2 separate regions of the Mus musculus genome follow, and region 2 is linked to region 1. The links are chromatin contacts, called in public HiChIP or PLAC-seq maps. All regions are on one chromosome and are shown on one strand. The core of a region is the stretch at or near the end of the contact, and the rest is flanking DNA. Distances in the headings are between cores, read along the strand shown.

Region 1 (3,136 bases), core at 212-2,711:
TGCAGCTAATGAATATGTGGTCCACAGGCCACACCCAAATGCTCAGGAACCCAAGACAGAAACAGAAATCAAAGCAACAAGATACAGATGTAGATATATCAAGTCTCATTTTGAGAGCTTGTGTCTATGAAGCCCTGGCTCCTGTTTCATTTTACTGTAACACTGTATCACGTTATTATGAAAAAGTATGATTTGTAAGAGTAGGGCAGGAAGGTGGGTGCTATGTCCTGTCAATGTCACATTTGGGGTGCTATCATATCTGTCCAAGGATCACTGAACTCTCTTGGAAAACACGAGCTGTCCCCTCATTGCTGACAATTCGCTGAAGGTGGCAGACTTGACAAAATTACATGGTATTTTGGAGTAGAGGAGAAAGGCACATGCATTCAAAAGATAATTCTGATGGTAATAGGATATTAACCAGCTTTGAACAGGGCTTGGCATCTGGTGGTTCTCAACCATCTTAATGCTACAACCATTTAGTACAGATCCTCATGATGTGGTGAACCCCCAACCAGAAAATAATTTTGTTGTTACTTCAGAACTATAATTTTGCTACTGCAATGAATTGTAATGTAAATACAGATCTGCTTTAACCTGTCTTCCTTTATTATTAAATTGCTTGCAAGCATCTGACTCCTCCAATGTATGTTGGACCTTCCCGCCCTCACCTCTTGATTTGTCTTTAAGACAGGGTCTGGCCACGTTTTATAGATTTGTCTCAAACTTGAGATCCTCCTGCTTCAGCCTCCTGAGTCCCAGGATGACAAATGTGCATGACCACACCTATCTTTACTGTTTGCTCTGTAACTTTATTAAAATCATTCACACACACACATACCATATACAATGTACACACACACACACACCATATACAATGTACACACACACACACACACACACACACACACACCATATACAATGTACACACACATGCACACATACACATATGTGTGTGTATGTGTGTATGTGTGTGTGTGTGTGTGTATATTTGCATTTTGGAAATAATTACATTTCTATTTATTTATGCTTGTTTGTAGAGGTATCTGTCTGCATTAACCTAGCTCCGAATTCTGCTTCAAAACCTTTGAAGCTCTAGTTCTCTACTATCCTGAGGCCTCCTTGGATTTGTGATCTACATAATTTCCTCCCTGCCACTCCACTTAACTAAACATCTTTCTTCAAAGTATAGTTTTAGTTAGGTTTACTAAATACTGCCTTGATTTTGTCCGCAGGAAGAAAGCTCTGGAAGGGTGACCAGAGTTGCCAGCATGAGAGCCCATGCCCTCATGTAGAAGCCATGACTTCTCTCCCTCCCCTGACCATGGACCAGGGTGTAGTTCTGGTTTATGCCTCCCTATCACTCTGGACATTCCTTGAGCATTCACTCACATGTATGGGCCTGGTTGCTTTAATTCAGGTCTGCCTTCAGCTTCACCCCCTTTATTAAGCACGTGGAATGTGACTGCATCATGTGTTTCTAGCAGGATTTATCTCCTCTGGTCCTCGTGTTCCATTCTAATCCACAGTACATCTTTCCACTGAAACAAAACACAGTGCTCACCACATGGAGGGGGTGATTCATGCTCTCCACTGTTTTCCAAGCGTTAATCACATCTCTCCTGTTATTCAGAATCAATGTTTCCTCATTTGGAATCCCCCTTCCCTCTGTAGGATCTAATATATACATATGGAAATTAAAACCAGTTTAAGTTAAAAATAGACCCTCCGGGAGGTCTCCCGAATCAGCTGACATGTGCGGTTCACAGGGAGCTGGATGGCTGACAACTATTCTGGCTTCAGAGAGTAAAGAGATCAGCTAGTGTGGCAGTTGGCCCCTTTGCAGGAATGGTCTGCCAAGACGCCCGTTTACCAAGTTGCAAACCAGTAAGGAAATGGAGCAAGGGAAAAATGGGCCACCGCCCTCTGCTGTCCCAGAAGCAGCTGGTGGAGGGGGACCAGATGAACATCTTCTTGCAAGGATGCTCTCTTAAATAGCAGCAGTCTGTGGCTTCCCCAAATCCAGGAGGCTCAGCCTACCTCAAGTGTGCCATAACTCACACAGCAGCAAAGCCCAAATGGCGTGATACTATCTGTGGTCTTCACTTGAACTGGATCAGGGTAAATATTTGCATGGCCTATTACAGAAGCAGCAATCTGTCTCATGATGGAGTACTGTTCCCCAGCCACCTGGTGGGATGGTGCAATATCCACCGGAAATACCCTGTAACCCAGTGACCGCTTACAATTCCAAAACACATCTTGACTGACGCTCAGGAGGAAACACTTCTTAAACATTCTTAAGCTCTAGTCCAGAGACCAAGAGTGGGGGAGGTGTGGGGTCAGGAAACAAAGTGTATATAGCTCAGAACACGAAAGTGCCTACACGGAAGCCACAGATGGGAGCTTGGCAAATCGCTCAGACAGGATAGTGTTATTCCACAAAACCCATGTAAAATGCTGGGAAGGGCTGTTCATATTTATAATCCTGTGCTACGAGGTTGAGGATGATGGATCTCAGGAGCTCCCGGCTTTGCTGAACTGTTTCAGGCCAGTGTCAGGTAACTGTTTTAACAAGCAAGGTGGGCAGCATCCTGAGGAAAGTCTCCCTGTCCCTGATCTCTGTCTGCATTCACATGCAGGCACTCTCTTCTGCCATCCCCCCCTCCCCTCACTAAGACTCCTGTCTCAGGACTCACATGCTATGATTGCAGGCTGTTCTCCATGCATGGGCAGTTGGGACGGTGCACACGTGAAAATGCAAAGGTCTTAGGTGGCCAGGTACAAGAGACCGTGAACTTAGTCAAGGAAAAGTGCTTGAGAGAGAACACTTGGGCTGGCAAGTATTTGCAATGCCTTCCCTTCTGGCTCTCTAGCCAACAGGAAATTTCCATAAAAATGAAGGTGAAAGGGACAGACCAAGGGCGCTAAGCAGTTACTAGGATGTGTGTGAATTTGTTCCATTACAGGATAATAAGATCCTCGGCCTTCTCAGACTATTTAAAGCCATGCTTAATCTTCCCCAATTTACATCTGGCTGCCTCGCTCATTAAGCATCCTGATACACGTGGCTCTAATGCCTTCAATTAGGAGATACTCCTGTAAATCCGTATGTTCCTGTATTCCTAAGCCCTTG
Region 2 (3,136 bases), core at 403-2,902, 310 kb before region 1:
CTCTTGGCTGTGGATCTATTGGCAGCTTATAGCACCTGAGGGAGGGAATCGCCTTCTTTTCTGGATATGACCACTGGTAGGTTCCTCATGGCCCAGTATGAGCCACACATTTAATCTTTAAAATTTATGTGTATTTGTGGATGCAGTTGTGCATGTGTGTGTAATACCTACAGAGGTTAGAAGAGGGTGTCAGATCCCCTAGAGCTGGAGTCACAGGCAGTCGTGAGCCACCCAGTGTGGGTACTGAGAGTACCTACATTGCTGCAAGAACAATAAGTGTCTCTCAACTGCTGAGCCGCCTCTCCAGATCCTGACTCAGGGGGTTCTTAACAATAGAAAGAAATAAATAAAAAGAGTACCTAGCATGACTTTGGTAGGGAACTGGGATGGGGACACTTACTGGGTATTGTCAGGAGGTGACATATATGGTCAATGTGCATTATATAAATGCATGAAATGCAAAGAATAAAAAATGTTATTAAAAAGCCAACTCACGTGATAGATTATGTTGCTTACACAGGGGGCTGAGCCCTGACAAGCAGTCACATCTTATGACCCTTCCTTAAGCGGTATGAGGTAGAATCTTGTTTCTATCTTCCAAGTCCAAACCCAAGGCTTAGGCAGGCTAAGAGACTCCCCAGCGGACACTTAGATATGCGTGTCCTTTGAACTTTTGTCCTAAGTCACTACATTAAATAGTCAGATCGACGGTCTACAAGAATTTAACCAAATAAGCATATCTCTAGCCCAAAGCCTGCCCTCTAGGTGACCAAAACGAGCAAGCCGAGAAATGGTCAAGCCGCTTGTTCTGGCCAACTTAGTAAATTACACAGGAACAAAGGGGGATTCAATCAATTGCTTAGCAATTAGCCATTATGAAAAGATACAGAGAAAAATCCAATGGGCTGTTTGGTGGAGCAGGAAGCATTTTAAATGTCACCACAGTGAGAGAAATATTTGAAGATCTGTCTTCATAATGGTTAACTAATTGCAATCTTCAAATTTTATTGCCTTGGAAAAATAACTCAATTCCAGAGATAGAACATTAACACTTGGGGACATTTCTCTCTTTTCTTTGTTAGCATGGAAGAGAAGTACATAAGTGGATGAATCTCAGTAATTTAAAGGGACTGCTTCCCAACTAATGATCAGGAACCCCATGGGCAGCATTGACTGTCAGTGACCATGTTACTACCCAGCAACCTGCGGCAACTTGTGGTAGGTGTTTCTGTCATAGGGAATCGCAATGGCAAAGAGACATTGGGATCTCTCTCTCCAAATGCCAAGTTCTGTTTAATGAAATTCCAGTGCTGCATAGACAGCTACACCCTGGCAGAACCATGGAGACTGGTAACTACACATTTACATAGTAAGCCCCGCCCCCTTCTTGTACTAGTCCTGCCTGTTGAGTGAGGATAGCAAGAGACAAGTCCAACTGTTCTCATTTTTCACCCACAGGGGAATGAACTTCAGGACAAATGGAACCTAGTGGCTTCAGGAATGGGTGTTTGTCAAACCGTCTCCCCGGGGCAAAGTCTGACGTAGCTGGTGATGAAGAGGTTCTTGCCTGGATAGTCAAGGGCTAGGAGGATGCTGTTTGTGACCACACAGGGAAAAAAATCCCATTGATGGTGGAATGGAATTCAGCCAAAGAAGACTACAAACAGCCTCAGGCTGGATCTAGCTGCTTTGAAGCCACCTGCAGCCTTGGATGTCCTGAGAGTAGGATACAGTGCATGCCTGGCCCTGACTTCAGCTGTCTGAGTGGGTTTCTGTCACTCACGAGTTCCATGAGAATCACTTCTCAGCTACTCAGTTATTTTACCCCAGTTTCTTAATATCGGGGCAACCACAAGAAGGCCACTGGGGATAGAAGTTTGGAAGGAGACTAACTCACAGTTAAAACTTGGATGTAAAACCCCAAAAGCACGGAGAAGGGATTGGGAAAGGAACTCTGATATTCTGATCAAAGGGGCAATTGCTGGCCAGAGACTGAGGACCTGGGTCACAGCTAAGTGCTTGGCATATTTAGAGGTCACAGTTAGGAATCCACTGTGTCCTAAAGGCACATGCAAATTCAAAAGAAAAAAGAAAAGAAAAGAAGAGAAGAGAAGAGAAGAGACGAGACGAGACGAGACGAGACGAGACGAGACGAGACGAGACGAGAAGAGAAGAGAAGAGAAGAGAAGAGAAGAGAAGAGAAGAGAAGAGAAGAGGGAGTGCTCTGACTTATATTCGTATGCCACAAAGCAAAGAAGTCTGTAAATGTGTTTTGTTGAAATTGGGATGCTTTCAGAGTATGTTAGACACAGCTCATTTCTCAAGAACTGTGAACTCACCGTGCCCACATGACTAACCTAGGATGGATAAATGCCAATGAACCCTGTCCATGTCTAAAATCTGTCCAATGCCAGAAGTACAGCTTTGCATTTGGCTTCAGTTTGATTTCACCTCCTTCTGGCCCAAGGTCTTGGTCAGCAAAGTAAAAAAAAAACCTAGGCACAAGAAACAAGAGAACGAAGAGAAGGCAGAGTGGAGTGGCAAGCGGCTGAAAGAGGCACAATAAAGCGTAATAATTGATGATAAAACTTTACGGGAGGTCATTAATCCTAACCACTTCAATTTCCAAAAGGAAAGATTCATTGTCTTTTTAAATAGACAAAATTTGAGTTTATGGGGAAATTTAATAATATTCATGCTTATGTAATAAGAGACTCTAAGAGACTTAAATTTCCAGTGGCTTTGGAGTAGAGGCAGGATGCTAAAGAAGGAGGCAGGTTGAGAGGAGCCAGGCTGAAGGCCAAAGCCTGGCATGGGTGTTAAGCAGTGTTCTGAGCTTTAGGGTTTCACCTGGAGAGAGGCAAGTGATGGAGAGACTGGAATTCAGCAAGTGAAGCCTGTTCAAACCCAAACTACCAGATCCAGGGAGGTTCTGTCTCCCTTCTGATCCTTCTATCCACACTGGCTCTGAGCCGAGCTCTGTTACTTCCCGAGTGACTGTGGTGTCCCCCCCCACCCCCCCAACCCCCATTCTCTGTGCATCAGAGGGGACCAATGATGACAGGAGCCATAACATGCCTGTCATCCCTAACTGCATGCACATCTGGGGCTTTGTTTCTTAGTTGAAAGGTCAAAG

What was found. HiChIP or PLAC-seq counts read pairs in DNA pulled down with a chosen protein or histone mark.
Region 2: an H3K27ac HiChIP or PLAC-seq map of stem cell-derived neural progenitor cells shows a contact between it and region 1, with 2.7 times the contacts expected there. The contact joins two enhancer-like sites. A contact is called at or near these places in 5 of 115 datasets of contacts at active chromatin or transcription factors (differentiating embryonic stem cells, embryonic stem cells, extraembryonic endoderm stem cells and 2 more) and 1 of 9 other capture datasets (embryonic stem cells).

Annotation. Positions count from the first base shown.
Region 1 is chr8:118,517,331-118,520,466 of GRCm38.p6, reverse strand. The region is part of intron 2 of Cdh13 (cadherin 13); the gene reads right to left. Among named protein-coding and RNA genes, the nearest start is that of Gm24035, 92 kb to the right of the region's middle. Within about 2 kb of position 1,461, at least 40 of the 459 cell types and tissues checked have an H3K27ac peak or open chromatin away from gene starts, as enhancers often do. A contact at or near this core is called in stem cell-derived neural progenitor cells, where this site is marked.
Region 2 is chr8:118,826,192-118,829,327 of GRCm38.p6, reverse strand. The region is part of intron 4 of Cdh13 (cadherin 13); the gene reads right to left. Among named protein-coding and RNA genes, the nearest start is that of Gm31893, 230 kb to the left of the region's middle. Within about 2 kb of position 1,652, at least 6 of the 459 cell types and tissues checked have an H3K27ac peak or open chromatin away from gene starts, as enhancers often do. A contact at or near this core is called in stem cell-derived neural progenitor cells, where this site is marked.